2 separate regions of the Triticum aestivum genome follow, and region 1 is linked to region 2. The links are chromatin contacts, called in public HiCAR-type maps. All regions are on one chromosome and are shown on one strand. The core of a region is the stretch at or near the end of the contact, and the rest is flanking DNA. Distances in the headings are between cores, read along the strand shown.

Region 1 (4,931 bases), core at 715-3,214, 230 kb after region 2:
TTCCTTTGAGTACCCTTCCACACAAACTTTCAGGGTTCTCATCTAGCCTCTATGCTTGTTTAGCGACCATTGCGTCATTAAAGACTTGCATATCTCTAAAACACAAACCACCTCTAGACTCTGGAATAGTAATTCTCTCTCAAGATTGCTAATGCATGTCTCTCTTATCAAGTGATCCAGGCTAACTGGTAGACGTTCTGAAACTGCATGTGTTCCGTCGTTATAATTGGTAGGGCTTAAATTTGAAAGCAACCCACTCCAAGTAATAATCCATGCTCCGCCTACTCCCATAAGTGATGTCAAACTAATAGTAGTTCTAGGTAACCTCAATAAAATTTTTCCTTCTAGAAAAGTATTGTGTGGCATACTAGGTTAAGACGATGACTCCCTTTTCCCCTTTCCCTTCCTCTCTCACCTAGCCCCGTTGGAACTCGGCAGAACAAAGGCCAACTCTCTCCTCTTACGACGATGTCGGTCGGTGTGGAGATGGGAGCAAAGCGTTGGAGTCTCATGTTCACAGTTGGGCTGGGATTAGTTGTAGGGCTTGGTCAAGGTGACTTGTTCTAACGGCTTCTAGTGTCATGTCGTGTTGGCGCTTCCTCCTCCCGCACCTAACTTGTGTTCAAGGGCTTCTAGATCTCACCCAATGTGCCCATCCATGGTGGATGGTTGATGGTGTTGATTGGTGGTGGATCTGAAGGAAGCACTCCCAATAAGCTCGACTTGCTCCTTGATCTGGAGGATTTTCTTCCGTTCGACCTCGTGGTAGTGGAAAAGGAGTTGGGGAAGAGTAGGCCTCAAGAGCATATCGATTGAGAAGAGGATCATCACCAATGATGCTTGCGGAGGAGCTACGATGCCTACTATCCAATAGCGTTCAACAGCTGACCTTTAAATCCTCGTCGTTGGTTTTTCTAGCATGAGGGCCGTTCTTATATTCTTCGGTATGGATGCCGAAAAGAAGACAATGCAGGTCAGTTTCGAGTCTATGGTTACTTCTTCAAGAGACCTTTGTTGTTGCAGGGGACTACATCGAGGTTTCACTGCCCCCACTCCCCGATGATGGTGCGATTGTAGAAGCTACTTTTGGACCCCGATTGTAGTCTTGTTTCTATTTGAGGGTCCTTGCAAAAATCAGGGACTGTCTTGTAATTTTCTTTTTTCTAAGTGAGAAATTAAGCTTGTTGGGTCTTTCTGGACCAACTACTGTTCAAAAAAAGTATCGTGTATGTATGTATGTTTCAAAAGGCGGAATATTCTTTTAGTAGGAGAGGATGTTTCCATCGATAACGAGACGTCTATGATGACTTCATCAATGTCAAAACCGGCCGACCCAGTCTCTCAGAGGTGTTCATAGAGCGCATGTGTGTGTGCGTGTGAGTATCTCCATCTTTTCCCATAAAAAAAAAATGGACTTATAAGTTTAAAAAAGAGAACGTATAACCGGGTAAAGGTAGCTGTTGGGCGTGGCAAAAGTCTCGGTGTGGTTATCCGAACGCAGCACACGTGCAAGCAAGGCCGGTATATCCACTGGGCATCGTTCAGTCCCCTCTCGTCTCGCGCCAGTCTCTTTGCATGTGAGAGACAGGACAGAAGGGTACGAGTAACGTGTCCACGTCGTGGTGTGAGACGTGCATGTGAGGTCAGGACGACGTGTATTTATATCGAAACAGATGAGAGAAATAAAAAAGACACGTAAGTTTATATGGTCGTCTTCATGCTCCTGCAGCTTGCATGGAATTGCCTCACTGCATACGCACTAGAGACATGGCGTGAATTCGGTCACGTCGAGGGGTTTCAGTTTCATTCATGCATCATGGATGCGCGCGCGCGTGCCGCTTTTGACTGGCCGGTAGCTTCAGAGGACACGTTCCACGGAAGAGCTAGCTAGCTAGCTGGAGTGAAGTAGTGGTAAGCTGTTGCACTCGACGCAAAAAGATTTCGATAGCTCTTCATCCCCGTCCCATCATAAACGTACCTCGCCGGCCGGGCTCCACATTGCACAGCTAGCTACCACTTGTTCGGTCGCTAGCTAGCCACGCCACTTCTTTCTCTTTCAGCTCTCTTTCTTTTCCACGTAGAAAATATATAATTTAATTGAAGATGTTTGTCTTGGTGGCTAAAGCAGAAGCTCAGAGCAGCCAGATAACCTTTTCACACGTTGTAGTAGTAACAAACCTGCAGACATCTAGATGCACTCAGCCAAAGTCACGAACGGGAGAAAAGATTCGAAATAACCACGTAGGAGTACTCTGATTTTTACTACCGCGTGAGGTTCCTGGAAAACACATGTTACATGCAGGACGACTTGACTAGCTAATGATCAGCGCTTCCGTAAGAAGGCTGGCCACCGGTTCCAAATCAGACGATAAGGTTAGGTAGCTTATGATTTGAACCAATAATCCACGCCGACTGCGCTCACAAAAGGGGCGGGGGAGTGAGACCTTAATGGGAGGGGGGAGATGATCATGCGATAACAACTTGACGCTTATCGCTTCGAGATCGCTCTCCGGCGGTGTCACCAGCCTCTTCGAGACAAGAAAACAGACTGAACAGTCCAGGAATATATAGAGAGCACTAGTGTCTGGTGCATGCATGTGTGATGTGTGATGTGTGTGTGAGAGACTTCACAGCTGGTGCTACTGGACGATGCAGCGGGAGTTGTGCGTAACTATCTCGTTTCGACCAAAGCTACAAGAAATTACGCAACCACAGCTAAGCATCCATTGATGGAGTCATTGGAGTGGAGCAGTGATATGCAACTTGGCTGCTAAGAAAAGGATGGAAGTTACTGTAGTAAGATCGACCTGGTTCTGGTTGGTTATGGTAATTCTCAACGTGCTGTAAATCCCATTAGTAGGTGAAAAAGTGAAGGAAGGAAAAGATTTGGTCGACGCATATCCACCAGGTGTCGACATTAGCGTGGCGTACATCTTAGCGTCTCTGTAGACTGTAGTTTATACGAACACGTGGTGTCGTAAGTGCAAGTGGTAAAAAACCGCACGCTACGTACGCCGGTGGTAGTCCTGCCTTTTAGCCTACAGTGACATCTTCCAAATGGAGCATCTGGACTAGGAGTAGTAGATCGACAAAGCCGACGAGATACATTTGCACCATCCAAGTGTGAGATGGACGTGCAACCATGCATGCGTGCGTGCATGCAGCTACCGTAGAGACCGCGGAATATACTGTGACAATGAACAGTGTTCAACTCCCACTTTACCAGTCGGCCGATTGAATATGTGAAGCTGATCGATCGTGTGGTAGAGGAAAGTAAAGCTGTGTGTGTGCGTGGGTTTTTCTTCTTCAGCTTATCTTTTTTACTGGACAGAGATAACTTCAGAGTGAGACTTGTCGACGGCGTCACGATGTATCCATAATCATGGAACGCCGTCGTCCTTGTCTTTTGTGGTGCCCGTTCAAATCCAGCTTGTGAAAGCTTGTTAATTAATGGTAATTTTCTGATAGGGCAAGGCTGAGCTTGACCGTTGTACTGCAGTTTTATTTGAGGTATATTCCCAAGCTCGAGCGTGGTAGTAGATTTTTTTTACCTCGTGTCACTGTAGCAGCGCTGAGCAGAACAGAACTGACTTTCTCTGTCAGGCTGGGCAAAACAAACATGGTAACTTCAATCTTTTTTTTTCGACAATGCAATTTTTTTTCTATCTCCACTAGAACAAGCTGATTCCTATTTGGCGCCCGCTATCGTTTTGTGGGAGCTCCTATAACGCGCCTTTAGCGCATACGGCTAACCACTACAGCTACTCGAATCTACTGACTGAAGGTAGCGCCAATGATATAAGAACACTATGCCCGTGATATTTATTGCAATACCGTCCAGTGTCACACTTAGAATTTTGAATTATTTGGGAAAATCATGAATTTGAAAAGTTGATTACTCGGTGAACTACATTCCAGTAAAAGAGTTTCACGAAAAAAAAATGAAAAACGTTCATCAAGTTTATAAACGTTTTTTAAATTACTCTTGAACATTTTTTAGGTTCATGATCTTTTCTAAATTTCATCAAAGGTTTTAAATTGTGGACTTTCTCAAATTTTTTAAAAAAGTCAAATCCATAAACTTTTTTAAATCTGTGAATTTCTTTTGAATTCATGAAAACATTCAAATTCATGAAAAAATAAACTCACAGACCATTTCCAAATCCAGGAACATTTATTTAAATCTGCAAAATTTTCCAGAATCCATGCAATTTTTCAAATCCGCGAAACTCTTTTCAAACCCACGAACGTTTTACAAATCTGTGAACTTTCTATGATCCGCGGATTTCTTCAAATTCGTAATCTTTTTTAATTTCGTGATTTGTTTTCTAGAAAAGTCAAGGATCAAATTCCTCAAAGGGTCAATGGTCGTCAGTGGGTCAGAAGTCAAACCGTCAAATAGAAAAACAAACTGTCTGGCGGGCGCGAGCATGCCCACGTACACTGGGCCGGATACACTGGGCTGCGGTCCATGAGGCGGAGCTCAGGCCGTTGTGCAGTTTACCTGGTACTAAGGCACCAAATAGGAGGTCTTCTAGAAAGAGCACAGTTACTTGCAATTCGCGTCAACAAAAAATACAGCATTGTCTCAAAAAAAAAAATACAGCAATCTATAACGCCAAAATCAATAGTTAAAGAGTATCCCTTGCAAATGTCACTCCTACCTTCTGAGATGCTAACAAGTGGCGCACTGTATGTGCGCCACTTGTTGCAACCTGTGACTTTCTCTTTGTTCATAGATTTGTTTGTTTGTTTTTTACATTTTATCTCTTGAACCATGCATTCAAATCCTGAACTGTTTTCATCATTGGATACCCGCATTGAAATCTTCGAAAATAGATCCTATGATTATCGGTTTTGGTGGAAAAAAATCATGATTAAAAAGGAAGACAGAAGCGTGGTATTTTTTTTCATTTTTTCCCAAGCATGTA
Region 2 (5,006 bases), core at 1,190-3,689:
TAACACTACTGAAAAACACTCTTTGTTGATTGTTCACCACTATCGGGCAAGCAAAATCCACTTGTAGTGCTGCTCACAACAACAAGCATTTGAAGGCCCTTTACCTTTAGTGTTGAATCTAACATATGGCCGTTTTTAGTAAAAAAAACATCACCACTCATAGGTCAGAATTGAGGCCCATTAGTGATGACATCGTTATTGCTAATGATGTTGATCTAGCTCCAACATAGGGTCCGAGAGGAGGACCACGTTGACGCAAGCCATTCTACCACCCACACGACCACATTGTCTATTTTCTGCCTCGAGCAATGTGCCAACTCGGATAGCGGGTGATGGGGACGTTAGCTTCCCGAGGATGAGCATGGGGCTGGCCATTTGATCCTTGTCTGCCAAGGTCCAAAGTCGATGTCCACGAGGATGTCACAAATGTAGAGTAGTATGTGCGGCATAATGTCTTCCTCCTCCTCATCGTCTAGCCACGACAACAACAACAATGGCAATGAAGTTCTGGGTGGAGAACGGTGACGGAGTCGGTGGAGGCTCAGAGCAATAGTTGTAGTTGACAGTGTTGACACTGGATCCGTTTTCCTTTTTGATTCTAGGATATGTCGATGATTAATGCACTATTGATCTTACAATATGTGTAGAGTTGTGTAACGAAGTAGAGAGATTGGTGGTGCCCTAGGGATCTTGTTGGTGATATTGGAGGCATGGTAGTTTACCCTGGTTCAGGCCTCAACATGGGTAATAGACATACACCGTGCCTACCTATCTTTATCGATAATTGGAAATTTTATAATGGTGTTCCATCTATCTAACGAGCTAGTTTTCGAGTATAGGATACCTGCATGAACTTATTCATTGGCGGGGATTCATCTGTTCCTGTAGAGGTAGACAGAAGACGATAGTTTGGGCCATCTTCGTGGGATGCAATAAGATCAGGTGATCCCACAGTGTTTACAAGGAAAAACAATTAAGTTGTATATCTCAAATTAAAGACAGTGTGGTTTAAGCTCCCACTTGTTTTTATTTAACTGAAACCACCTTTCTGTACTAGAAGAAAATTTAAATTGTTCATCTTAAATTGCGCCAAGTTTAGCTTCACTCTTGTGTTCCTTTTAACAATCCTCGTACCAATCCAGTCGTGTGCATACACCCTGATTGTCGTATGGTTGTCCATCACTCTTTAACTGATTTTGGCCCAACTGCAAGGACAAATGAAGAATCACTACAAACACTTCATCAGTAATCAAAAAGCATGGTATAAACCAAGGAGGAAAGTTATGAAATTTGTTAGTAATTACTACTCCCTTCGTCCCATAATATAAGAGTGTTTTTGACACTACACTCTTATATATCTAAAGTTTTCACGCTTTTGTATTATAGGACGAAGGTAGTATTATATATCTAAAGTTTTGACTGATTAGTGGAATGGTCAAGCCATCAAGAGAATGTGTTTTGTTTATACGATCCGTCCTAGTGGCACAGTGGATTTGTATATATCGGGTCCTGCATGCTTGGAGAACGATGCAAGTTTTATCTCTGAACTTTTTCTCCAAAAGGAAGGATAAACCTCCCGCTCTCTGCACCCTGGAATGCACACCCGGATGCACGCACACAGGCTTATCTCTGAACGTGTGTTGCCACATTTTCTCTTTCAGCTCGTGAAAACTTCGAGGTTGACATATGGTGCACCTTTTTTTTGTGAACGGACATATGATGCACCTGGTCACGTTGAATTCCAACGCGGGCAGAAGTCAATTGTTTACATTTTCATTTTCATTTTCATGTGGCTGCTGAAGGAGAGCAGTGATACGGAATGGTCAAGAGATCGATCGATGCAGGGACTAGGTACCTAGCTAGCCTAGCTAGATGTGGTCGTCACGTTCAAACGGCTTTCTTCATGCAACTGAACTCCATGCTGACCGTGCGTTCATCTCGGTCATCCACATCGTCGTCCCCTTTAATTTATTCTCGTCCATCTCACCGGCAACTATACATGTACCCATTTCTATCCGCCAATTATTTGTGTGGCGGCGGCACAACCACACTACATGCTAGCTGCGGCATGGGTTTCTACCAAAATAGGCTGAAAAGTTGCAGTTAGTTTCGTCATGTTCTTCCCACCAGCTCATTCAAAAACCTGATATACTGATTGTCACCTTATATTCTTTGTTATCTGGATACATATTATTGATATACACACACATAATAATAATAATACATGCAAGTCTCCGGAGAAATTTGTGCAGGCTTATCGCAATTTTTTTAAATAATAATATGTACAGGCAGCTGGGGGCTTATCATTTGAGCTGACCTGCACGCGCCAGGTTTGTCACGGAGCTCCATGTCAATTCTGGCAAGTGGAGTGCTCGGGAGGAGTTCCTACAGCTCTAGCGCTGGCTGCGCGCGCGCGTCCGTCGCCGTCGTCATCGTCACGGCTCACGAGGACGGATGACCACCACCATCTCTCTCACCAGTTTCAAGATCGGGTGGGCGGGCCGGCCGACCGACGGCGCGCGCACGTCGACACGTGCGACGACGGCGACGGCAAAGCTAGCCCAGGTCCATCGACCGAGTTCACGTCAACGGCGACGTGCGCGCGCTCGATCGTACGCCACGCTAGATGTGCTACATGTCGTTGTTCTTCCAATGCTTGTCTGGTTCCATTTGTTTTGGCAGACAAGTAGGACAAATTCACTATTTCAATCCTTTTGGTTAACTTAAAGCACGATCTGATCCTATGTGCAATTTTTTTTGGATATGCCCATTTTTCTATCGTCATTGTCTTTGGCGGTATGCTAGCACATCCTACGACCAAGGTCTTTGGTGGTAGAACTTACGTACACTGTCACGCCTGCTCGGTATGAAAAAGACCCTATCGCCATGGTCTTTAGCTGTAGGGAGATGCATGCAATGATAATAGGGGCACACATGCAATAAAATAAAGATGAAAACCCTACTGCTATAGGCTATGACGGTAGGGTAACGCATCCTATCGTCATAAACCATGGCATTAGGATGCGTTACTGTACCGTTAAAGACAATGACGATATACAAATGATCAGATCCAAAACAATTATGCACATATGTCAAATCGTGCTAAACTAATGAAAAAAGGGTCAAAATAGGAATTTGGCCGACAAGCACTACCCCAAAGGTACCCTATAGCTAAGCTACGGGCCTACAGTACGTGCCTGGAAACAAAAAAAGTTGTTTGTTCGTGCATGTGATGTGTGTGCACAGATTGATAGATATATGCATGTGCAGTGACCGTGTGTCATTAAGACGAATCTTAGCGTTGATGGGTTTGGTAGACTAGTTCGTTCGAGATATAGGTTTGTCGTCTGCCACTTGTCACACACGTTTGGTTGGTGTTCTCTCGACTAGTGCACCTACGTGCCTGCTTGACTTGAGTAACTCGACTCTACCTAGTTTTCTTTAGAAAAACACTGGCCGAGTTTCATAGCATACAGCTTAATGATAGCTAGTGTCAGGTTGCTTGTCACACCGTAAAAGTAGTGGCTACGGACCTAACTTCATACATGTTGACGTACATATGGGACTGACCAGCAAGTCAAGGTTTTTATTGCGAAAAGAAGTACTCCCTTCGTCCCGAATTACTTGTCGAAGCGGATGCATGGCAGGCTACGTCATGGGCTCAGCCGTCACGGCCTTGATCTGCGGTGCTACTTTGGCTGTTGCGGCTGCAATTGTGGTTGTGCTAGTTTGGCCCTAGCAATCTCCGTCTGTCATGACGTCTTCCTATCGAACCTAGACCTCTTCGATATGGCCACTGACATATTTCGGTCTTCCCTGTTAGAGATCTATATGGATTGGCAAATGTCGTCCCTGGATATCTAGATCGAAAAGGCTCCGGTCGCGCGCTCTTATATTATCAGCCAACACGGCTTCAAAAGGGCGCGACGCGAAGCTTCGCTTTATTATCAAAGTCGTGGGACATGTCTAAGTCAAGATTTTCAAGACATTGATGGAGGTGGAGAAAGTCATTGCGGCTGCGATTGGAGGTCTTGAAGCATTGGCGGAAAGGTGTACTGGATGCGATGCAGACTGTGTGCTAGGTGTTTGGTGGATTGCACAACGGCCTTGGCAGGCGGGGGCGGCAACACTAGAGGTCTGCAATTTCGGTGGTGTTCCTCGAGTACCGAGTCTCGATTCCTAAGTGAAATCCAAGGTCTGGCCTTCATTGGTTGTACTTGGCAATGACCTTGTCGAAGGCATTGTTTTTTCGGTGAACTTGGACTTTTTGCATGGTGAAAACTCAAGATCTTCGATCGGGCAACGATAACGCTTATGCGTTGTTTCCTTCTAGGAGGCGTTGCTTTTGGAGAACCTTTTTTGTAAGCCGGGTGTTGTTTTTGGTGGTAGTTAGAGGGTTGTTGTTGCTAGTGACTGATCACCGTGGCGGGGCTCTTTTCTTCTTTCTTTTTATTTCTTTTTTTGGTTGTGTGTATCCTTGATGTCTTTGAACATCTTGTTGGTACAAAGGCCGGGTGTAATTCGTATCACCGTGATATTAATATATTCCCTTTCACGAAAATATATAGAAATGAATGTATCTAGAATTTAAAATACATCTAGATACAATCATTTATGCGACAAGTAATTTTGAAGTAGGGAGTACTCCGTATGATTGTATGAGCTATTCGATTAGTTGTGATCCGCATGCACATATGGACTTAGATGGCATCCAACACTGGCATGAACACGTTGGTCAATTCATTAACCAGCCATTTCATACTCTAGGGTAGCTTTATTGATGAGTAGCGGCGCGGAATACTGGAAATAAATCATGTATTTTATCGGGGAATGAATATGGCACGTCCACTTCACAATTTGGATTTCCTGAGTCAGGTCTTTCAGTTGATAAGGACGAGCCATGCATGGCCAATGAATTCATCGAGAAGCTAGTGCGATGGCTAGTGGCCAAGTACTCGAGTATATGGATCGACATAACGTACTACGAAACTACCAACGAAAAACAC

Evidence for each region. HiCAR-type assays count read pairs that join an accessible place to other places.
Region 1: a contact with region 2 is called in a HiCAR-type map of leaf, with 4 times the contacts expected there. The contact joins two enhancer-like sites. A contact is called at or near these places in 1 of 5 Hi-C or Micro-C datasets (leaf) and 1 of 1 datasets of contacts at active chromatin or transcription factors (leaf).

What each region holds. Positions count from the first base shown.
Region 1 is chr2A:59,789,332-59,794,262 of IWGSC CS RefSeq v2.1, forward strand. No RefSeq gene overlaps it. Among protein-coding and RNA genes, the nearest start is that of LOC123187448, 71 kb to the right of the region's middle. Within about 2 kb of position 1,965, at least 1 of the 8 cell types and tissues checked has an H3K27ac peak or open chromatin away from gene starts, as enhancers often do. A contact at or near this core is called in leaf, where this site is marked.
Region 2 is chr2A:59,561,897-59,566,902 of IWGSC CS RefSeq v2.1, forward strand. No RefSeq gene overlaps it. Among protein-coding and RNA genes, the nearest start is that of LOC123187447, 3.7 kb to the right of the region's middle. Within about 2 kb of position 2,440, at least 2 of the 8 cell types and tissues checked have an H3K27ac peak or open chromatin away from gene starts, as enhancers often do. A contact at or near this core is called in leaf, where this site is marked.